Linked DNA regions of Mus musculus: all the other regions are linked to region 3. A link is a contact called in public HiChIP or PLAC-seq and promoter capture Hi-C data. All regions are on one chromosome and are shown on one strand. The core of a region is the stretch at or near the end of the contact, and the rest is flanking DNA. Distances in the headings are between cores, read along the strand shown.

Region 1 (3,215 bases), core at 184-2,683, 560 kb after region 3:
CTCCCACTGGGTCTCTTCTGAGCAGAAGGGGAACCGGCCCTGAGGCCCAAGTATAAAATGTCCTGCAGGCTGCTTCTGCTCTCTCCCACGGACTGAGTTTCCAGTCAACCTTGCTCCACGCTTGCCCTCAGAGTATGAGAAGTTCCAGCCCCAGGCCTCAAAGAAAAGCGAGACCCTGATCCAGGTCGGCATTTTGAGCGTAAATTTACACACAGCCCGATCTTTCCTTCCCCGTGCCTCAGTTTCTCCTCTTTAGTTGTTAATGACTTGCTTGTCGGGCTTGATAAACACTCCTTCCCAAACCGTGAGAGAGCAGAGGAGGGTGTTTCCTACAGTCTGGGCAGCCAGCCCCCCTCCAAGCTCAAAATCTCGGGGAGAATAGTTTCCTCCCTGAGTCTGCTAGATACCAACGCCAGATCTGGACCCTAGGTCTCTGGTAAGGGGAGGGGGCAGGGTAGACAAGGGAGCGAGTGGCAGAGAGCCTGGCTTCCCCGCAGAGCCCCCTCCTCCCACCGCGACTCGTGTCCCCGCAGCGCGTGACCACGGCACTGCGGCTGCAGAGCTGCAATCCTTCCTTGTCCGCGCTAGATTCCAGGGGTGTAAGGTGGGAAGCCGGGGATGGGGGTAGGTGCAGGACCAGATCTTGGTAGCCACGAGTCGCGGAACCGGGGGTGGGTGATGACGCCCTTGCTCCCTCCAAATCCTCATTTTTTTTTTTTTTTGGTTGGTTGGTTGTTTCCGGGAGTTTCTCCACCCGTGAGCGTGTCGCTGAGTCACCTTCTCGGAAGGCACTCGGGGCGTTCATGATCCGGTCAGGCTGTCCCGCGGCTGTACAGAGCCAAGGCATATATTGCAGTGACGCGTGCGGAACCGCAGGTCCAGCCTGTGCCCCTGGCCCTCCTGGGGACTCCTAAAATACTGAGAAACTCGGTCGGGGAACTCCAGGGTCCTCTGGGAGAGAAGCCACCTTCAAGGCGTGACCTAGTTCACTGCAATCCTTTCTTATCTGGGTTCGTTTTCCTCTTGGACTCGCCTCTTCTGGACTTTAAGAAGCGATGCGAAGATAGAGGTGGGTGGGGTCGCGCGGGGGCCGGTGTGGGCGCGCCAGTTCTCTGTAACCGGAGCTAAACCAATGCAGCTTCCTTGGGAGTTTGGTGTCTGTTTTTGGTGCTTGGTAGGATTTGGGAGCTTCTTTTTCCAAGTCTCCGCTAATAATCTTCCAAAAATTTAACTCCGGTTAGTCACGGACACCCTCAGGTCACTTGCCATGAAATATATCACTTACACAACTATGCGTCTTGTTTATCTCCACCGAAGCGCATACACCGGGGCACGTGTGCATTTTCACCCCGAGATCGCCCGAAGGGGTGGGGAGGTTGGGACCACGCCCCCATGCTAGCCTCTCCAATCCTGATGAGAGCCCCCATTGCCCTGTCCACACTGCTGGGTTCCTCCAGTCGGTGAGGATCGTGGATCCCGATCATCCGCGGCAGGCAGCATCTCAGGCCTTGATAGTGTTCCCTGGGGGGAAAGACTCCACCTTTGGAGGTTGCTGACGAGGTACTCTCATCTCGACTTCGTCCCCAAACCGGTTCAGCTTTCTCCTGAAAGGCGTGCCAGACTGCTTCGGGTTCGGCGTCTGAGTGAGCCAGCGGCTGCATCTGGAAGCTAAAAGTAAAGGCACCGCGGAGGAGCAGGGGAGGAAGAGAAGTTCGCGGGTGGCGGGTGACCCGACCCTGGCCCAGAGTCAGGACAGCACTAGGGTCTGGATGTGGAATTCAGGCTAGGTCTAAGCGACGCCAAAGAGGCGCTGCATCCCTACTGTGAACAGCAGTTTCGAGGTTCAGTAAGCGCAGACCCACGCGTACCCGAAGCCCGCTCGGATGCTGGGCGCCGGCATGTGGGCTGCGCCCTCGCTTTCGCGCTCCGCGGATGCGCTGCTTCAGGCCGGGCTCAGAACCCCACCTCTTGCGGACTTCCTAAGCTGTTCCTCCAGCACCGGGCGCACAATCGTATCCGGGGATCCTGCCCCTCATCTGCGCGTGGCCGAGCCCAGGCTGGCGGCGACTGTGTTCGGGGAGGTGCAGTGAGATCCCGGGCGGGTGGGGGACCAGAGCTGCGCGCAACTCTGGTTCCACCCCGAGAGCACAAGGAACGCGGGGCGTGGCCAGGCCGGCCCAGAGGCTCAGCGCCCTCCCCGGGCCGCCGTGAAATTGAGCAAAAAGTTTGAGACCGGAGGGGGGCGATCCCTTGGAGTCGGTGTCAGCCCAGTGCTTCAGTTGTCCCTCTGTCGCGGGTCTGAGTCGGAGAGGAGCTGCTTTCCGCCACTGGCCGCCCGTGGGACAGATTGGGTAGGGATCCCCTTTCCCCCGCGCGCGCCCTCCCGTAGTTGGCGGTGCCTTCGTGGGTCCGTGAAGGAGACGGCCCCACGCCTGCGCCTCAGTGCACACTCGCGCTCCGGCAGGGCAGACCATAGTTGTGGGTCCGCCCAGCACAGGCAGGCTTTTGCGGGACTTGGGCGCTGTTCTCACGAGTGCGGCACGCACCCCCACCCCCACCCTCTTGGAGACTCGGAGCTTCAGCGGCTTCGTAGTTCAGGCAGGGGACCGGGCGACTGCGCAGGTTGCGATGGGGTTCTTCGTCCCAGAGTACGCGCCTCTCAATGCCAGTTCTGGGAATTGTATGCAGTTGGATTCTCCACCAAGCCCGAAGGGTGAAGAGCCGGCCCGACGAAGAGAGCCACGGGTCACTGACTCATGCGTCGGGTCCGAATCCGGTGTCCCCTGGAACGGAATGTTCGTGGGGTGGGAAGCTCATTCTGGAAAGCTAGATCCCCCACCCACGGGGCTCTGGTGATTCAGTCGCGAGCCAGGGGCTCTGGTTGGGCACTTTGTCCCACGTGCATGGAAGCCCAGGCAGAGAACCCCACCACTCTTTCCTCCTGTCCCTCAGATCTGGCCGCCCCGGGGAATGACGAGGGCGCTCACACAGCCCAGGGAGGTGGAGAGGGCGAGCCCCACGGCCAGTCGCCAGACACCCTCCTGGGCAACACCGATAAGAAGCTGAACGCAGGAGCCGCCGTTACCTCTAGCAGCGCCGGGGCAGCACCGGTGGCCCCTTGTCAGCGGGAGCCCCGGGACCTGGCTATGGAACCAGGTTTGTGGGGTACCTGTCTGGGAAAGGCTAATGAGATCTCTTCCCCCAAGAAATGATGG
Region 2 (3,245 bases), core at 723-3,222, 570 kb before region 3:
ACTTAGCCTGCAGTCTTCTGAACTCTGTACCTACTTCTCCAGTTTGCTTTTTTTTTTTTTTTTACTTTTTTAATGATTTATTTATTTTATGTATAAGAGTACACCAATGCTCTCTTCAGACACACCAGAAGAGGGCATCAGACCCCATTGCAGATGGTTGTGAGCCACCATGTGGTTGCTGGGAATTGAACTCAGCACCTCTGGAAGAGCAGTCAGTGCTCTTTAACCACTGAGCCATCTTTCCAACCACCTCCAGTTTGTTTTTAGTGGCTAGAAGAATCCACTATGCTGCTTCTTAAAGCTTGAGGAGGGAAGATGCCTGTATTTAGAACCACTTCCAGTGATCTGCCTCCCATCCCTGGCTGGGTATAAGCAAAGCCATTCATCACAACTCTCACATGGGTGTGAGTGGCTTATAAGGCTGTTTTGTAGATAAAAACAAAAAACCTGAAGTTGATTCAACTTGACTGAAACTCAACTTACAAAAATGAACTGCTGCTGGGCATAGTAGCACTTGCCTTTGATCCCAGCAGTCAGGAGGTAGAGCAGGTGCATCTTTAAGAGTTCAAGGCCAGCCTGGTTTACAGAGCGAGTTTCAGAACAGTCAAGGTTACACAGAAATACTGTCATGAGGAAAAAAAAAAAGAAGAAAAAGAAAAACCAAACCAAAGAACAACAAAAACGTGAACTACCATGAAATTCACTTGACCCACAGTCGTGGTATGTCTGTGATGTGACACACTCTGCATGTTTGGGATACAGCAGAGACCTTACATTCTAACTTGGAGACAGGCAATATGTTAGAACATAAGACTGGGCCTTGGAGTAGTGGTACAAATCTGAACACCTGTGAGGTGAAGGCAGGAGGGTCAGGAGTTCAAGACTAGTCTGAGCTAAATAGGTTGAAACCCTGTCTCAAAACACAAGCAAAAGACAGACCTGGTTGGGTAAGCTTTTAATACCAATGCTCTGGACTGAGAGGCAGGCAACCTGCTGTATATAGTGAGCTCCAGGCCAGCTAGGGCTACATAATTGAAACCTGCCTAAATAAATACCACAAAACCAACCCTTAAGCTCAAAATCGAACACACAAAGATTGGTTGACTGTCTATCCACTCATCTATCTAAAGCAAGTTAGGAATGTGGCTCACACTGAACAAGGGATAGGAAAGGGCAGGGAAAGTCCGAGCTTAGCAGGTAAGGTCGTCCTTGCTGTATCTAGTTAGGTTGCTCAAGGGTCCAGGGAAGGAGAACAGACTCAAAAAAGAGAAAAGGGTGTTTCTAGGATGCTAGATCCAGTGTTTGTTTATGTATTTATGCATTTATATATTTGTTTACATACACACACATTTAAAATGATTTTTCCAAGACAGAGTTTCTCTGTATAGAAGCCTCGGCTGTCCTGGACTCACTTTGTAGACCAGGCTAGCCTAGGTCCACCTATCTCTGCCTCCCAAGTGCAAGGATTAAGGCCTGGCCATGTATGTATGTATGTGTGTATGTATGTACTATTATTATTTTTTTTTTATGGTTTTTCAAGACAGGGTTTTTTTTCTGCATAGCCCTTGCTGTCCTGGAACGCACTCTGTAAACCAGGCTGGCCTCGAACTCAGAGATCCACCTGCCTCTGCCTCCCAAGTGCTGGGATTAAGTGCCACCACGCCTGGCCATGTATGTATTATTTTTATGACAGGGGCTATGTGACTAGGTTAGGCTCTCATCTGCCTTAGCCTTGAGAGCAGTGCTGGGACTGCAGGTGAGCACCGCTCAGTCAGACCCATACAGGAATCTTTTTAAGAAAAATCTCCCGTAGGTGGTCTCTATCTGCCGGTCAACCTCTACCAGATGTCAGCTGGGTGCGCACCACTTCCCACCATCACCGCCAAGGTGGACAGCCCGGAGCCCGAGAAACCCGGCGGAACTTAAGAGCCAGCTCAGCCAAGGCTGGCGGACCGCCGGAAGAGTGAGCACCGGAAGCGGTCCTGGGAGGTGAACATGGCGACCGCCTGGGGCCTACGCTGGGGCCTGAGCCGAACTGGAACGTTGTTGCTCGCGCCGCCCGCGCGCTGTGCTCGCCGGGCTCTGCACAGACAGGTAGACGGCACCACGTTCCAGAGCATCTACAGCCTGGACAAGCTGTACCCCGAGTCCAAGGGCGCGGATACCGCCTGGAAGGTCCCGGTGAGCCGAGAAAGGCGGGACGGAAAGGGCGGTTCCTCCCGCTGCTAGGTGACGCGAGGAAGCCGGGCGGCTTGCAAGGTTTTGGTTGCCCCAGGAGGAACTGATCGCCCTAGTAACCCGGCCGGAGGTGCGGGATGTGCTGGGACTGTAGAGTGTGATTGCAACCCTCGTGGCTCGGGTAGTGCAGACCCTGGGAGAGAGCCGCCACATACGCGTCTTTCTAGATCGTTAGTTTGTCCACGTTTGCTTCCCGGCCTTCAGGCTCACATTATATGGGAAGATGTGCATTATGGACCTTGAAAGTAGTAAAACCTGAGATCCGCAAGTTGGGACGTTACCCAGTCTTTTGACCCTAGTAACGTTAGGAAGCCTGAGACAAAGCTGGTTTGGTCCCTAAGGGTCCATGTTTAGCCTGCGTCATGTAGTGGTACTGCGTGGGGCCTGAGCAGGAAAGAGAGCATCTATTGAGCTGCACCTGTAGGATTGAAAGAGCATCAAGTATTTTCATTCATCCACTCGCACCTCATTCAGCAGACATCTTTTGAGAGCATGCTGTTAGCACAGTGCTAATTTGGGGCAGAGAGTAGTAAAACAGAAATCCTAAGGCTGTAAAGCTCGTATACTGGAGGGCGACAGACAAAAATAAATGAATAAACCCAAGTAACACTAAATATGATACTTCAGAGATAGTAAGACTCAGAAGGCAAAGGTGAAGCTAGAGATAATAACAGTTGTAGGTTTGTTGTTTGTTTGGACAAAGGATCTCATGTAGCCTAGGCTAGACTCGAACTTGCTACATAGCTGTGGGTGGCTATGAGCTCCTGATCCTTCCACGTTCATCTCCCACGCGTAAAGATTACTGGCATGTATCACTGTACTGATACATGTTGTGAGAAAAGCTCTTTAAAAGCCCTGGATGATCTCTAGTTTGCAGTGATCTTCCTGCCTCTCAAGTACTGAGATTACAGGCATATACCAACAAACCCAGCTAAGCATTGAAGTTTTAGGTAGAGTGATCTGGGAAAAGCCTGGAAGAATGGGCCACAGTGGCCTGAATCTGTAAC
Region 3 (3,272 bases), core at 292-2,791:
TGATGTCCACAAGGAACTGAGCTGGCCTGGAACATACATCTGAGTGCCGAAAACATACTGGGCTCCTTCCCCAGTGCCCCCACATTCAGGAGGAAGTCTCCCTGGGGACCTGGCCTGTGCAGAACAGCCCTCAGATGGCTGGACAGGGCTGACAGGGCTATTAAAAATCATTTTTATTTGTATTATGTTTGAAGCAAAATCTATATAGCCCTGGCTGGCCTGAAGCTCTCCATGTAGACCAGGCTGACCTTGAACTCACAGAGATCCACCTGCCTCTGCCTCCTGAGTGCTTGGATGAAAGGCCTGCTACACAACAGCAGTGCCCCAACAGACTCGTTTTACTCATTTGTTTATGTGAGAGGGTGGGATGGATGTACACACCACAGAGACCTTGTGACAATGAGTCCCACCAGGAATCAAACTCAAGTCATGAAGTTTGTCAGCAGGCACCTTGACCCATTAAGACATCTTACCCAATCACACTTTTTTTTTTTTTTTTTTTTAACTCCTCTATGTACCAGGCACCAGGGCTGGGGCTGGGCTGGTGAAAAAAAAACCAAAAAACAAAAAAAAAACCAAAAAAACAAAAACCTCCCTTCTCTCTAGCCCAGACCTGGGCATAGGCCTCTCCACCTCTCCTAACTTGGATTACCCCAGGTTGGGGCAGAAAACATGGGTTCTCCGAGTCCACAGTCCAGTGGGATGATCATTTCAAACCAGTATAGCAAATGCCATAAAGAAGCCATACTCTGGTCTGGAGGTCTAGTTTAGTGGTAGAGTACATGGCTGATACGCATGAAGACCTATGTTCCATACCAAGCACCGAATCAAAAGGAAGATAATAAAAGGACAGGTGTGGTGATGGATGCCTGTAATCCCAGCACTTGCAAGGCAGGGGCAGAAGAATTACCCCAAGTTCAAGACTAGCCTGGACTACACAGTGGGAAAAGGCCATATTCTCCGACCAGACTTAGAAACCAACAGAGGATGTGGCAAAGCCGAAGAAAACTAAAGATCTTGTAACATTAGTTCAGGGTCTTCAAATATAAGGATAAATCTGGCTGAGTTTCAGACTGCATACTCTGGCTCTGACACTTGGCGAGCTTGAAGCCCCCACGGGTTGAGGAGGTCCAGTGCCAGCGGTGAGCATTAGCTAACCTGGTGAGACTAGAGTTGGGTTCTTGCAGCGCCTCAACGGACTCATTATTAAACAGAAACGGGGCCTGAAGGCACTCGAGAGCCTGCCGCAAGAGTAAGATTTGTGAATCAGCTTGTCACCAACACTGTAACAATCCATGAGTGCTACTCCACACTAGGTCACGTGGCCTCTTGATGGCTACAATTACATTTTAAGGAGATTTGAGTATCCGAAGAAACCTAGAGGCCCCAGTCCTTGCCTATCGGTTCCTCTAGTAGAGGCAGAGAGAACCCAGTGGCCAGCAGTCCAAGAGTGCTAAGTCTCCCTACCAGTTTGGGGCACGACCTATCCTCGCGCTGACACGGAGAGGGTGGTGCACGACCCGATGACCGTCGAGGCAGCGGGACTGACCCAGCTGGGCTCACTGTATTAAGAAGCGGACCCGCGACCCGGAGCGGCCCGGGGACCCGATCTGGGAGCCTGGACGGGTGGGGAAGACGGAGCCCCGGTCTGTGCTGCAGGGAAGAGTGGCTCCTCCTCCAGCCCCCTCCGCGGCGGCTCGGGGCTCGGGGCCGGCGCCGGTTGAGCCGCAGCCCTTTCCGGGGGGCGGGCCTGGCGGCTGCGGCGACACCCCAGCTCCTGCCCCGACAGGTGCGCGCAGCGCGCAGGAATGCAGTCCGCCTGACTCACCAGCGCCTCCTTCCTACCTGCGCCGCCCGTCCATAAAGCGCTGCTGGCTCCCGCCCGCCGCCGCCCGCCCTGCTGTCCCGCCGGGCTCGCCCGCGCGCTCAGCTCGACCCAACGCAGCCCAAGTCCGAGGTAGTCTCACTAAGGTAGGTGCAGGTCCCGCTGCAGATCCGAGGGCACACCGCCCGCCCCGGTGCCCCGGGACAACAGGGCTGGAGAGGAAAGTGAATACCCACTCCCGCCCGGGGCTTTTGTTTCCCTTCCCTTCCCTGAAGATTGGCAGGCCCTGGCTCCCTCTGCCCATGCTGCCAGGACAGGTGCCAACCCTGCCAGGATGTGGGAAGGGGACAGCTGGGAGCGGGGTAGTTGGGATCTAGGGAAAGAATGGTGAACATCAGATACCCCTGCTAGAAAAGGACACTGGGTAGGTGGGTAATAGGAGTGGGTAGAGGCTGGGGGCTCACCAGCCCTCTGAGTGCTACCTCCCCTGAATCTGAAGACAGTAGAGGAACAACTTAACTACCTTGCAGCAAGCCCCCTTCTTGTCCGGCTTGACAGGACCTGCTGTGTGGTGACCCGGGTGCATGTCAGGCGTGGGGAGTCCCTGATTTTCCTCTTGGCTGGCCCGCAGCCTGCTCTCTTCCCAAAGCCCGCTCCAGGCACCTTTGTTTGGGGGACCTTTCAGAATCTCATCCAGCAGTCCCGCGAGCACTTGGCCCCGCCATACACTCTTTCCCACGATCCTTGGAGGAGCCTTCTGGCTGTCACTGTGGCCCGGGACTCCAGGTGGCTCCCAAGGGTAGGGGCAGACCTCTTCCTTCTTCCTGACAGACTTGCCACACCCTGAGCATAGGTTCAACCCAGATGGCACGTTTGTTTCTACCCTCACTAAAAGTGAAAATCGAGTCTCCTGGGGGCTGAGAGAATGGACAGCAGAAAATGAGCGTTTGACTCCTTAACTCTGACTTCCAATAGCTGACAGGGTAGGCAAGGGGCTGTTACAGCTTCAAGAACTGCTGTCCTGTCTGGCCCAGCCTGCCATGGCTACACACTCTGTGATGGCATCCTCAGTCCTAGTCTTTATGTGGAATCTTGTTTCTATACTAGGCGACTACTTTTAGAACTTTTAAAATACAATTTGGGTCGAAGCAAACACTCGAGTGTCTGCCTAGGCCTTTACATTATATAGTTCCTGTGTGTGTGTGTGTGTGTGTGTGTGTGTAGGTTCAGTGTGGAATCTACACTGCCCCCAAATCCCCGCCAGACCCTCCCAGTGCTGACTGCTGGAATGGGAGGCTCCACAGCCTCAGTGCCTCATCTGTCCTAAGGCACACACAGGCAAGCCTCTCCCACTGGGGTCCTGTGCAGATAGATGCCTTGTTAACCCTTTGCTGACATGCTGGGTGTGTGTTGCCGTCCTGTCTGTTTGGGACAGCCCTGTATTCTG
Region 4 (3,205 bases), core at 521-3,020, 610 kb before region 3:
ATTCTAGACCCTGATCCAAGCAACTGTCTTCATCTGAGAACAGACTATCTCAACCAGGTACAAACCTACTGATGTAGTATTCAGGGGGAGGGTTCCTAAGCAGGTCACTGCCCACCTTTCTAGAGCTGGTTTAATCCTGCTGCTAAAGGACCTGCTCAGCCCACCAAACCATCTTCCAGCAAGCCAGCCCCTCCCCAGGCAGGGCAAACATGGGAGACGCTCCCCCAGCTCTCACCACCCTACACTGTGCAAAATACCACACACCACCCTTTCCTGCTACCCACTGATGGAGAGTCTCACGTCTGAGGTTCTGGAACAAGCCACAGGAAGCAAAGAGAAGCAGTTCTGGTTTCCGCCAAGTGCCCCTCAGATAGAAACAGGCTCTCTAGAGGCCCTGGCATTCCTTTCCTCGGCCTCTGACCTTCCCAAGGTGGGTAACAGGGTGTGGGAGTAGTGGTCGGCTCTCTGAGGCTGTGACTGGCTGGTTGTGGGTAGGCAGCTCTCCTGATCCCACTCACACTGGCCAAGAACAATATAGAGCTCTGAGAACAGTCGGATGGGGGTGGGGTTCCAGATGGCAGTAGGTCCAGAGCCCTTTGACAGGCAGGGCCTTGGAGAGGCTGCTGGTATCTCCATAACCAGAGTAGCCTGGTTTCCAGAAATAAAGATTGAAGGGACGACAGGGAAGGAACCTTGCTGGGTCAAGAGGTGTGTGCTGAAGGTAGGAGGCAGCTTCTGTGACACTTGTAGACACGGGGGATGGGGGGGGGGAGTGTGGACTGGAGTTACCCATGGCTCCCTCTCCAACAGACCAATGATAATCTCCTCATCCCCGAAACCCCAATCCCTATTCCGGGTGCCAAAAAGCACAGCCAATCAGCTCCACCGGGCCTGGAGAAGCCCCTGGATCATCACTAGCTGGAAAGCTGGCTTCCCTAGGCCTGAGGACAGCTCCTCTTACCCAGCTGCCGCTGCCTGCCACTCTATGAGCTCCCAGGAAGACCTGGGCCTTCCCTACCCTCAGGCATCAGCCAGGGCCCAGAGAGGCCACCGCTGCCACCGCTGCCATCGCGCACCAGCTGTTTTCCCCAACCCAGGCAGGCGCCGGCCCGGCTTTGTTTGCATTGAGTCAGCCGGGGCTGTATGTCCGGGACCATGGGCACTGAGGGGCAGGGAGACCAGCGGGGCGATGGATGGGTAGGTGGGAGCGGGAAGAGGCTGGCTAAGCGAGGCTGCGGGCACCGGGGGGGCGGGACAGGGGGCGGATAACGTTGTCGCCGCCGGCTCCAGGAGTAGGCACACGTCAGCCTAAGGTGGCAGCAGCAGCAGTGCCCGGGAGAGTGTTCCCAGGGGAGAGTAGGCATAGGGTGGGCTCCCAGAGGCAGGGATGGAGCCCTAGTTACAAAGGAAAAGTCCCGTTCCGGTGCTTGTTTCAGCATCCCCCTCTGGATTAGCCGGTCACCCCACCCTCGGGTGAACCGTGTTCACCCAGCCCCCCCGGCCCTGCCCTGCCCCCAGGGCCGGCAGGTGGATGAAGAGGCTGGGCCCCCAGGCGCACCTGCGTCTTGGTGGTCAGCTGGATCACCGCCTTCCGGAAGTTCAGCTTGGAGTCTGCGGATCCCATGTCGATGGACCCCGCTCCAGCCCGACCCCGGATTCCGACTCTGCCGCGGGCTCCGGCTGTGACTCCAGCTCCAGCTCCGCAGCCCCGGCTGCTCTCTGGGGAGCGAAGCTGCGAACCCCGCCTGCCGCAGGCGTCGGCCCCGCCCCTGTGGCTCCGCCTTTAGATCCGCCCCCACGAGGCCCCGCCTCTGCACCTGCCGCTCAGGCCTCCAAGAAGAAGTCCGGAGTTCTCCGTGGAACCCAACTCCTGGTCCTTTCGTCTGCAACTGAGTGTTGTCCTCGATCCTCAGTCCGCAAGACTGAAACCCTCCTGGTATCTCATCTCCTGCCTCCACCTTCATTCTTCATTCCTGCTCAGACCCGCAGTTTCTCCTCCAATCCTCTCTACCTGATGTTCATGCTTTCCTACTATTGTTGCTATCTGAGCTTGCTTGCTTTTTCTCTTTTCTTTTCTTTTCTTTTCTTTTCTTTTCTTTTCTTTTCTTTTCTTTTCTTTTCTTTTCTTTTCTTTTCTTTTCTTTTCTTTCCTTTCCTTTCCTTTCCTTTCCTTTCCTTTTCTTTTCTTTTCCTTTCCTTTCCTTTCTTTTCTTTTCTTTTTCTCCTCTCCTCTCCTCTCCTCTCCTCCCCTCCCCTCCCCTCCTCTCCTCTCCTTTCTTTCTTCCTCCCTTCCTTTCTTTCTGTTTGCTTCTCTTTCTGACCTATCAAATCCACGTGTCTAGCCTTGAAGTTATTCTAACCCTTAAAAGGTTTAGCTCTTGCTTGTGTGGAAGGATGGGCTGACTCAGTGTCCCTGTTCCAGGAAGGCAGCTCAGCAGTGAAAAATCCCTTGGGTCTTGACGCTTATCTAGCTCCCTGGCTTCCCTGAGAACTCTTTGAAGTGTAGAGGACATGACATAAACATCACAGATCCTGGTTTCAGAAGAAAGGAGTTTACCCATGGTATAGCCTAGTACACTGTGTTTGTTTTGTGAGGAGTTTATCGTAGGCTTGCCTCGAACTCACTGTTACTGGTGATGAATTTTTTAATCCATCTCCCAAGTACCAAGGTCACAGGTTCCATGATCACCCTTGGTATTATGGGGTGCTGTAGATTGAACCAAGAGGTTCTTGGATGTTAGGCAAGCACTCTAATTATTAAATTAAGAGTAATAGCTGACAACCCAATAAAAATAGTTGATCCACATATGAGATCTCAGAACTCAGGAGGTGAAGGCAAGAGGGACTGTCATCCTTGGTGAATAGTGAGTTTGAGACCAGCATTGGCAAAATCCAAAATAATCTGGTATTTATCTAATATATATATATCTCATAGCAAGCCAGGACAGCAGGACAGCCAGGGCCATGTATGATGTATGTGTCCCACCCCTCACACAATCATGTTACTGTGTCTAGAAGTTTCTGAGAATCCTGGATAGTTCTAAACAACATGACTTTAATCTAAAGGGGGATCCCGGAGTTGTAAAATAAGGAGTATGCTCCATCAAGGCAGCTGGATCAGGTGTAGAGGTAGAGAGAGAGGGCATGGTCTCACTACCTCACAGAACAAGCCACAGCATTGGGTAGCTCTAGCTTTTCTCTAAAG
Region 5 (3,116 bases), core at 501-3,000, 650 kb before region 3:
CAGCACAATCCCTGCCTCTGACCTTGACCCCTAGATAGAGCCTGAGACGTTCACATGAGACCTCTTGAGACATCCTTTTCCTGTCTAGGCCACACCAGTCCTACTAAACTGTTGGTGGGTAGGATATTTCCAGTAATGTGATTTAGTCCCCTTCCCCCACCCCAAACCACTTTAGTGACCCTGAATCTACGTTGCCTGACTCCTCCTCCAGACCCCTGGACTCTGTGCCCACCCTCCCTCCCAGGACAACGCCAGAGAGAGGATGGGGTGGAGGGCAGATGTCCTTTCTACACACTACAGTTCCCCACTCCTGAGTCCTGCAGAGGGGGAGGGATACAGAGAGTTAATCAGTGGCGGAACCAGTGACATTTGGTAGTGTGGACAGTGCCTGTAAACCCCAGAAGAGTGATAGGAAGGCACAGGTCAGGGTGAAGCCCGGTCCGTGGGAGCTAGCGGAGTTGTAGGGACAGCCTTTCTGGCTGCTAGACTGGGAAGTAGGCAGCGAAGGTCTTTCCTTCCTGGCCTCCCCAGTTCAAGGCCCCTGGAGATTTCCCAGCCTTCTCTCTGGTTCCCACCTACCTTTCACTCTTGCTTCCAGGCACCCTCCCCCCCCCAAAGTGTCTGATTTTTGAATACCTCTGCAGCCCCCATCCCATAATCATGGGTCCGATCCCCAAATCGAAGTTCCTCTCCTCTAATCCCTGCATCCAGTCCACAACTGTCACAAGCTCAGTTTATGTCCCTTCCACCTGTGTCTCTCTAAGTACAGCAGGCTGCACGGCCCCACCTTAGGGTCTGTCCGTAGGGGGAAAGGGCAGCTCAGGCAAGAGGGTAAGTGATGCCATGAGGTTTGGGACACCGGGTTCCAGGAAGTTCTTCCTGGTTTTCCTGGCTAGGCAGAGGGCATACTCACCCGCGGCTCACAATGAGGCGCAGAGACTCCAGGTTGCCATGGTAGGCAGCCCAGAGAGTCGGGGTCATGCCATCCTCGTCAGGGGCATTCAGCTCCTTCCGGGTGGCCTCCTTGAGGAGTTCCAGATAGCCATCCCTGGCGGCCCGGTGATACTGGTCATTCATGGCGCCCAAGTTGGACGGGACGGGCAAGGGGCACCGAGAATTGTCCCCGGACGGGGAGGACTGCCGGGTTAGGGCTGAGGCATGAGGTTGAGGGAAGGGGCTGGGCTGGGGCCTGGGCCGCCTGCCCCTGCTGCCGCAGATGGTGGATGCGGAGCGCCAGAGCCGCGACTACAGACGACTACAGACTACCGGGACATCTGAGCTGCACACCGGGGAAGGGAGGGGGGAAATCTCTCACTGCCCAGGGAGCCGCCCAGGAGCTTCCCCTGGGTCCTAAACGCCATGCTCTTCAGCACACAGACGTGACTCAAGTGAAATTCAGTTCTCTCGCTCCAAAAGCGCCCACTCTGGCGTTGCAGCCCTTGAAGCCCAATATAGGGACATTTAATACGGCCTAGACAGAACTCCGGGTGCTGGGTTCCCTGATTTCTTCACCAGTCAAAAGGACAGGTGAAAAGCTGACGAATAATGTGTGAGGGTGGGATGGAGAGGCAATTCTGATCTGGAGGACAGTGGGTCCAGAGGAGCAGGAGGACCCACCGCAAGACCTTCATCCGCAAGCAGGGCGCAGCAGTCCTGCGGTCAGCCTACACTCGTGGGGGGGGGGGGGGTGTCAAACAACAGTTCTCCAGCAGGGGGCGCTAGACGACTGCAGCCCGATTGAGGGCACCGCGTGGGAACCAGACTTTGCAGCATCCAACCAGCATCTCTGGGCAGCAGTAGTAGGGATACAGGAAGACCGAATTCGGATCACTCTGAGGGCAGGTGGGAAAAGAGGAACTGTTGTCCCGATCTCGGGACAGCAAGCAAGATCCAAAATTCCGTCCAGTTCCTGAGCTGCGACGGAGTCTAGGTGCAAGCGGGCAACGGGGGTGGGGGTCAGCTCTGCAGTCTTTGGGTGGGTGTGATCTCTGAGCACCAGGTTACAGTGGGCGCTGGGGGGCAGAGGACCCTCTGTGTACGGCAATATGGGGCCGTGCCCGAACCCTGGCAGCACCAGCGCGACAGGGTAAGGGAATCTTAACAGGTAAATATAAATCTCACCTTATCTGGCTTCCCTAAATTCAGCTCGGAGAAAAGATGGATCATGTGAGTGGGACTGAGAGGTTTATGGAGCCGAACTCTTGTGGCTGTAAATCACTCTGCCCTCTCCGGTATAAAGCACCGGTCCAGCCCGGCGTGGGAGAGAGGAGACGCTTGCTGCCCCTTGACCCCCAACTTGGTGTCGGCTCCCGGTGCAGCCAGGTGCGTGTCCCTGGCCAGGGGACTGTCAGATTTGGGGAGTGGGACTTTGTAAAGGATTCAGCCTAGGGCCGCTTCTTCTTCTCTCTGTACAATATTTCCAGGCCAGGTAGGGAAGGTACAGCTTTCAGATTTTCTCGTTTTCCCCAGTGCTTGGTCCAGCACCCTTAGTCCCCACATTCCGGGGTCCCCAAATCCAGGGATCACATGGGAGGAAAGGAGAGCCCCCTGAGTTGACTTAGAATCCTGTCCTTGCCCCCCCCCCGCCCCGACTTCGGACCTCGCAGTGATCCCTTCAACCTCCTCCAGTCGCCCCCACCATGTCGGAGGAACTGGTCCCGCATCCCAATGAGAGCCTGCCGGGGCCTCGGGCCAGCCCCCGTGAGGTGTGGAAAAAGGGCGGCCGCCTGCTGTCGGTGCTGTTGGCTGTCAACGTGCTGCTGCTCGCCTGCACGCTCATCAGCGGCGGTGCCTTCAACAAGGTGGCGGTGTATGACACGGACGTGTTCGCTCTGCTCACCACCATGATGCTGCTGGCCGCGCTATGGATAGTCTTCTACCTCCTCCGCACCGCTCGCTGTCCAGACGCGGTGCCTTACCGGGATGCTCATGCTGGTCCCATCTGGCTCCGAGGTGCCCTGGGAGATAGGGACGAGAGTGGGGTGGACACGCTGGGGAGCTGCAGTCTGGGACTCGTGGAGGACCTGCAGGGTGTGACTTTGGGGTAGTCAGGTGTGCAGTGCCCTGGGAAGGAAGAGCAAACATGGCGGAGGGCTTCCTGCGGGAGGAGGTCCTAG
Region 6 (2,987 bases), core at 258-2,757, 680 kb after region 3:
ACACACACACACACACACACACACACACACACACACACACACACTAATAACAAAAAAATTTTAAATTTAAAAAACACAGACTTGAAGGTTCAGTCACAGAGGGTTAACAAGAACCTTTATAGGCCCAGCAGGCTGCTCCCTGGAGCTCAGGGTTGGGGTGTCTGATGTTACTCCTGGCCAGGAGACATTACCTCCCACCTTGTTTAGGAAGGAAAACTGAAGGTCCTGGAGAGGTGATGGCCCAGGTGGGTTTAGGTCCCAGCATCACTCAGCCCTTGTCTCAGCCCTGTGTTGCTGACTCAAGCCCTACTGCCCAAGGCAGCTAGTTGCCCAGGAGGTCCAGGTGGGATGTGCAAAGAGTATTTCTATCGATTCTCAACTTCTCCTCTGACTGTTGTATCTCCATAACATAGGATTATATTGGTACAGTAGTCTAGTATATAATTGATAAGCTTATAATTTGTATCTAAATTACATAAGATTGTTATATAAGATAGAATTTATAGTTCTGTCTGTGTGCACACCTCGACTCTGCCTTTTACTGCAAAGGGAGTGTAATTAGGAAAGCTCAGAAGGTGCAGGGGAGGCCTGGTGCACGCGCACGCATGCACACACACACACACACACACACACACACACACGCACACACACACGCACACACACATGTGCACGCACACACTCTCACACACATGCACATACTCTCACACACACGCACACACGTGCTCGAGCACACACACACACACACTCACACACACACACACACACACACACACACACACACACACACGCTCTACTCTCTGGTCCTCCTGGTCCCATCATCCATCTCTTCTCCTCTCTGCCATTCTCTCCTGCCTTGGCTGCGACAGTGCAACTCCCCTGCCTCGCAGCCTCGGTCCCTGAAGACTGGCAAGCTTTCATGTCAGCAGCCCGGCAGAGTTGGCTGAGGGCCCGTCCTTCTCTGGCACCTGCACGTTCAGACACCTCCTGTGATAGCTCACTCTTTCTCTCCCGTATGGGAGACTGAACTTAGGGCCTTGGAACCCCAGGCAAGTACTCTGCTACAGAGTTATCGCCTCAGAGCTCTTTGAGACACTCTCATTAGGTTTCCCAGGCTGGCCTCAGAGCTCTCTGGAGCTCAGCCAGGCTTTGAACTTGAGGTGCTCCTCCCCTCCCCAGTGGCTTACAGGTCTTTGTCACCGGGCCAAGGCCCCAGATCCTCTTTGAAGCTATCCTTGATGCTTCTAAGTCCTCAAGTGCTCTGCAGGTACATTTAACAGTGTATGGAAGTAGCTCACTTAGCTCGATTGCACTACGTGCCTTGATGCCAAAGCCCGGATAGTAGTGAATGTTCTGGGTAGAACATTCTGGAGGGGCACTCAGGGTTACCTGGCATGCCTTGAAGGAGGCTGACTTACTCTGCCACTAGAGGGGAGATCTTGGGCCTGGTGAGTTTAATCTCTCTTCACAAGGTCAGGTCTGCCCACTCCACTAATCAGCTTGAACGTCCTAATCCCTTCCCAGGAACTTCAGGAAACACAGCGGTGGCTTGGGAGAGGTAGGCTGGCCATTGTGGCTCCCCGGCCCTGTGGCCTTCTTCAGCGGAGTTGGTCGTCGGTGGGGATGGGGCAGCTGAGCCATGTGCACCACCCTCTTCCTGTTCAGCTTGGCCATGCTGTGGCGCCGTAGATTTACCAACCGAGTGGAACCGTGAGAAACTGATGGGGCTGTGGATTGGGGTCGTGGGTGGGAGGGACCACCAGGGAGAGTTACAGACAAGCTGGTCTGGAAAGGAATTCAAAGGACACCCTGGAGGGGTCCCTCTTGGAGCTAGTGGTGTGGGTTGGAGCAGCCAGTGCTGTGCTGCTGGACTGTGGTAAAGGGGTGGGGCAGGGGCTGAGCACTGCCTACAGGTTCTCTTGCCTGCTCTTCCCTTCCAGAGAGCCCAGCAGAGTGGACGGGACAGTCGTGGGCAGCGGCTCAGACACAGACCTTCAATCTACCGGCAGGTGAAAGAGAGTCAGGAGTGGGGAAAGTAGTGCTAAGGAAACTATTGGTGTGTGCGCCTGTGTTTGTGTGCGCATGCGCGCACAGGCACTCAAATACCGAGTTCTAGCCCTAGCCCTAGCCCTCACCAGTCACTCCTTGTGTAGTGGGCAGGTTAGGTGGCAGAGGGAGTCCTTGCTCCTCTTTTCTGAACCAATGCTGTGTGGCTTTGCTTCTGTGATGTGAGTGTGGGGCAGTCCCCAGGAGGACCTTCTGTTGGAGGAGCAGGGAGCAGAGGGAGGAGGCAGGAGCCACTCTGGGTCGATTTGCTGCTCTCTTGTCCTTGGCCCTCCTCCTCCTCCTTCCTCTGCCACGGACGGGCTCTGCAGCTCCGTTGCCTGAACCTCCAGCAGGATTCGCTGTCCAGTCCCCAATAGAAGGCGCAGGAGGTGCATGACGTCATCGACACTAAGTGTCATTGGCTGGGCTGCCCCTGCGGGCAGGACGCTGTCTCCAATGGCCTGAAAGTTAACTCTTCCTTAGGTTGCAGCCATGTGGCCTTTGGGGAGGCAAAGTTGTGCATTCTTCCTGACTTTTCCTTCCCTGGTTTTCCAGAGTCTCCACGCCCGTCAAGACACTACAAAAGTGTCAATTTAGTACCTATGTGTAAGGTTATGTCCCGTGGACTCCCTAGCATGGGCAGGATCCCAAGATCAACTCTCACTTTTAGTGAAAACAAAGGGCAAAAAAGATCTCCCGGGCCTTCAGGATTTGGGGCCCACAGGAGGAGGGTGTCCTTACTAACTTGGCTCAAGTCAGTGTGGGCGGGTAAACACATACCATGCCCCCTAAAGCTGGAGTTGTGGACAACAGCTGCACAGCTGCGGAAGCACAGTGGAACTGGGAACTCGTGCTAGCTGTACTCTGGGCTGCATAGTGGTACTCCCGTCTGCATGGCCGTCCTCCCGGCTGCATAGCTGTCCTCCTGGCTACATAGCTGTCCT
Region 7 (3,285 bases), core at 167-2,666, 550 kb before region 3:
AGAGTCCTGGGTTCCCTCTCCAGCACCAGAAACACTGAGGTAGAGGCAGAGAATCAAAGTTCAAGGTCACATGAGAGATGTGGGAGCTTGTCTCAATACATCAAAATAAAGCTCTACAACCCAGAATATAAACATGTTCTCTCCTACCAGGCTGCCCTTCCTCTATCCCAACTCATTTCTATTCTTTGCAGACACTTCTAAAGGAAGTCATAAGCTGCCCAAAGGCTAACTAAGCTACTGTGTTTTGGCCACTGACTCTCCACCACAACCCCGGCCATTCACTCGAACTGTCCTGCCCAGGTCATCCTGTCCACAGCACACATACTGTGCACTTTCAGAGGCATTTTTACACAAATGATACTGTGAAAAGAAAGTGACTGAAGCGGTCTTGAGACCAAAACAAGACGAGATACAGAAAATAACTATGAAGAGAGCCAACCGAAAAGTGGAAACCATCTACACAAGCTCTGAGTGGGGGATACCTTCCTATCGATCAAAGTTGTCAAATGCCGGTCTCTCTCCTTCCTTCCTTCCTTCCTTCCTTCCTTCCTTCCTTCCTTCCTTCCTCAGTACAGCTTACGTCTCTAAGAGACAGAGACAGAGACTAAGACAGTTGTCAAGTGAACTAAGGATGCCAGAGAACGAAGTGCACTGGAGAAAGCAGGAGTTACAGACTTTTTGTTATCTGATTCATCTCTAGCGCTGGTTGTTTCTCAGACAAATTGGCCAGCCTGCTCTCATACACAGGTCATAAGCATAGAGAATGACCAATAGTTAATTAGATCAATCGGTAAACCTCATGAGGAATAGGAATCCTCCATTCGAAGGGAAGGACGTAGAGTTGAAGTCTGCTAGGTGTCTTGTCCTCTCTGAAAGTTACCACCCTAACTCTGTGATGCTTTCCCGACCCCTAAACTCCACTCCTGAGATCGCCACACAGTGTGAGACAAAAGTCTGTGGCAACATCTAAATTCACGGTGATTGGCTAAGTCACTGCCAGGCCCCAGGCTCGCCCCGCGGGAAAGCGAGCAGGGCAAAGCAGTGACCTCGGGCGCTCTGCTAGCGGGGCAGCTCGAAGGCCCGATGTCCTCCGTGGAGCTGGAACAAGTGTGGAAGCGAGGTCTGGAATACAATACAAAAGAGTCCGTGGAGATTCGACCCAACACCTCAGACCCCACTCACCTTCACCGACCCCCGGCGGAGTGCTCTCTCTCCAGCAAGCAAGGAACGGAAGAGAGTTGCCGGAAGTTCTCTCCTTGGCCAATCCGAACGAGCAATAGGCGGGTCTCATGTCACACTTCAGCCAATGAGCATGGAGTCCCGTCCTGGAAGGCGGGCGCGGCGCCTGCGCCGTCGGGGTCCCTTTTCCCCCTGCCCCACGCCCGCCGATGGGCCGGCCCGGCTCTCCCCGCCGAGGAGTCGGCCGGCCCGGCGGCGCGCGGGCAGCGGCGGCCCAAGATGGCGGAGCTGCAGCTGGACCCGGCAGTGGCGGGGCTGGGAGGGGGTGGCAGCAGTGCGATGGGCGACGGCGGCGGCTCGGGCCGCGGACCCCCCAGCCCTCGCCCTGCGGGCCCGACACCCCGCGGACACGGCCGCCAGCCCGCCGCCGCCGCGCAGCCGCTGGAGCCCGGGCCCGGACCTCCGGAGCGGACGGGAGGCGGCGGGGCCGCCCGCTGGGTCCGGCTCAACGTGGGCGGTACCTACTTCGTGACCACCAGACAGACCCTAGGCCGGGAGCCCAAGTCCTTCCTCTGCCGCCTGTGCTGCCAGGAGGACCCGGAGCTGGACTCCGACAAGGTGCGCCCCGCCCTCGGGCGCGCCCCCGGGTGTTGGGACCCATTCCAGGCTGGTGCTCCGATCTCTGGGACGCGTTTCCCTCCAGCGGGTCCTGCAAACCCGGACTTGAGTCCACTCTCTTCCCCCCGAGTTAGCACTGGCCACCTCAGAATGATCTCCCGTCCCAGTTCTGCCCCATCTTCAGGCACACTCCGGTTTCCCTTCGCACCCCGCTCTTTTCTCAGCTGCTCCTGCGTGGAGTTGTCTACCTGCACCCACGGGAGCCCCCTTCGTGCTCCTGTCACATTCCCTGCCCCTCCTGGGGACCACCCCTTCTCAGATCTGCATGAGTTTTTCTTTGGCTCCCGGGCGGCCCCCTGCTGCTGGTGCCAAATGCATTCAGAACTGGGTCAGGGTGAATGACCACATCTTGGTCACTTTCGGAGGACTCAGGTCCTGTTCCATCCCTGTGTAAAGTGGTATTAAACTCGGGGTTTAATGATAGCGTCCACTACTGAAGGCTGCAGGAAGTGCTTGTGATACATCCTGTGGTGGTGATAAAATCCTGGTCCCAGACCTTTTGTGCCGTAACAGTCACCGTTTCGGTACATTTTTGAAAGTAAATGCACTCCTTGGAAAGATGGGCTGATAGGTTAGGACCCAGAGAATGTGTAGCGTCAAACACAGGGTTGAGCAGTGGCAAGACGTCATTCATTTCCAGTTTGAACTGTAACTTTTGCAGGTTGACCTTTGACTCTCAAACGCATCCATACCATAAAGCACTCCCATGGTTAGTAGACTTGCATAAACCCTTAATCAGTTTCATCTGTTCTCTGATACCAAATTGATGGGAACCTTAAGAGATTCCAGAACTCCTGTTTATAGGGAATTATTTTTATATACCCTAAATCTTCCTTATGGCCAACACAAGCCAGTTTCTTGTTTCTTTTACTGTAAAGATGAGTAGGATTAAAGTTGCTCTGAGCCAAGTCCTGGCAGTACCAAGCTTCCTCTGGGCACAGAGATAGGGTGTGTGAGATTGCAGCTGCCAGTGCAGACTCCCACTGATGTTGGCCTTGGGCTCAGGAGAACTGCCAATAGAATGGAAGTTTTCTCAGAATTAGGACTGTAGTCCAGGGGCAGTGAAGGAGTCAGAACGCTTAACACAGCTATGAGATTTCCTTCATCCCCTCCCTGTAGCTGGTACCCTACAGAAGAATGTTAACAGAATGTGGGTCTACCCAGTAAATAAAGGCCTGGGCAGTGGGAGTGACTGTGCGTCTAAGACATCTGACCTGAAATGATCTTAAAGCCAGCCTCTGGTCAATAGTTTAAAATAAGCAAACTGTAGCAAAACCGGCTCAGTAAATAAATAAATAAATAAATAAATAAATAAATAAATGGTTTTTAGCTGACATAGTGACTGTTGCCTGAGTGCCCCGGCGGATTAGGGAAATGCTATTTAGAAAATGTTGCTTGGCTGTGCTCGGTTGACAGGACGAGACTGGA

Evidence for each region. Promoter capture Hi-C pulls out the DNA fragments that hold promoters and counts their contacts. HiChIP or PLAC-seq counts read pairs in DNA pulled down with a chosen protein or histone mark.
Region 1: a promoter capture Hi-C map of embryonic stem cells shows a contact between it and region 3, with 2.2 times the contacts expected there. The contact joins the promoter of Sphk1 here to the promoter of Itgb4 in region 3. A contact is called at or near these places in 5 of 39 promoter capture datasets (the C10 cell line, HPC-7-derived erythroid cells, embryonic stem cells and 2 more), 2 of 115 datasets of contacts at active chromatin or transcription factors (embryonic stem cells and pancreatic cancer cells) and 3 of 9 other capture datasets (embryonic stem cells, liver and pancreatic islet).
Region 2: a contact with region 3 is called in an HNF4G HiChIP or PLAC-seq map of pancreatic cancer cells. The contact joins the promoter of Mrpl58 here to the promoter of Itgb4 in region 3. A contact is called at or near these places in 1 of 39 promoter capture datasets (pre-B cells) and 1 of 115 datasets of contacts at active chromatin or transcription factors (pancreatic cancer cells).
Region 4: an HNF4G HiChIP or PLAC-seq map of pancreatic cancer cells shows a contact between it and region 3. The contact joins the promoter of Hid1 here to the promoter of Itgb4 in region 3. A contact is called at or near these places in 2 of 39 promoter capture datasets (liver and pre-B cells), 2 of 115 datasets of contacts at active chromatin or transcription factors (embryonic forebrain and pancreatic cancer cells) and 1 of 9 other capture datasets (pancreatic islet).
Region 5: a contact with region 3 is called in an HNF4G HiChIP or PLAC-seq map of pancreatic cancer cells. The contact joins the promoter of Otop2 here to the promoter of Itgb4 in region 3. A contact is called at or near these places in 1 of 39 promoter capture datasets (liver) and 1 of 115 datasets of contacts at active chromatin or transcription factors (pancreatic cancer cells).
Region 6: a FOXA1 HiChIP or PLAC-seq map of pancreatic cancer cells shows a contact between it and region 3. The contact joins the promoter of Prcd here to the promoter of Itgb4 in region 3. A contact is called at or near these places in 2 of 115 datasets of contacts at active chromatin or transcription factors (large pre-B cells and pancreatic cancer cells).
Region 7: a contact with region 3 is called in a FOXA1 HiChIP or PLAC-seq map of pancreatic cancer cells. The contact joins the promoter of Kctd2 here to the promoter of Itgb4 in region 3. A contact is called at or near these places in 1 of 39 promoter capture datasets (liver) and 1 of 115 datasets of contacts at active chromatin or transcription factors (pancreatic cancer cells).

Annotation. Positions count from the first base shown.
Region 1 is chr11:116,531,018-116,534,232 of GRCm38.p6, forward strand. Sphk1 (sphingosine kinase 1) reads left to right here and starts at 1,434. Exons shown (of 6, transcript NM_025367.7): 1 at 1,434-2,351; 2 at 2,953-3,156. The coding sequence starts at 3,147.
Region 2 is chr11:115,401,780-115,405,024 of GRCm38.p6, forward strand. It overlaps Mrpl58 (mitochondrial ribosomal protein L58), which reads left to right and starts at 1,973. Exons shown (of 6, transcript NM_001347645.1): 1 at 1,973-2,181. The coding sequence starts at 1,996.
Region 3 is chr11:115,973,184-115,976,455 of GRCm38.p6, forward strand. Itgb4 (integrin beta 4) reads left to right here and starts at 1,542. Exons shown (of 40, transcript NM_001005608.2): 1 at 1,542-1,971.
Region 4 is chr11:115,365,986-115,369,190 of GRCm38.p6, forward strand. It overlaps Hid1 (HID1 domain containing), which reads right to left and starts at 1,771. Exons shown (of 19, transcript NM_001346774.1): 1 at 1,559-1,771. The coding sequence starts at 1,624.
Region 5 is chr11:115,320,780-115,323,895 of GRCm38.p6, forward strand. It overlaps Otop2 (otopetrin 2), which reads left to right and starts at 1,751. Exons shown (of 8, transcript NM_001362400.1): 1 at 1,751-1,842; 2 at 2,146-2,322; 3 at 2,607-2,952. The coding sequence starts at 2,640. It overlaps Ush1g (USH1 protein network component sans), which reads right to left and starts at 1,139. Exons shown (of 3, transcript NM_176847.3): 1 at 914-1,139. The coding sequence starts at 1,077.
Region 6 is chr11:116,655,601-116,658,587 of GRCm38.p6, forward strand. It overlaps Prcd (photoreceptor disc component), which reads left to right and starts at 1,508. Exons shown (of 5, transcript NM_001163318.1): 1 at 1,508-1,707; 2 at 1,938-2,006. The coding sequence starts at 1,637.
Region 7 is chr11:115,418,710-115,421,994 of GRCm38.p6, forward strand. Kctd2 (potassium channel tetramerisation domain containing 2) reads left to right here and starts at 1,417. Exons shown (of 6, transcript NM_183285.3): 1 at 1,417-1,797; 2 at 3,274-3,285. The coding sequence starts at 1,459. Atp5h (ATP synthase, H+ transporting, mitochondrial F0 complex, subunit D) reads right to left here and starts at 1,210. Exons shown (of 6, transcript NM_027862.1): 1 at 1,183-1,210.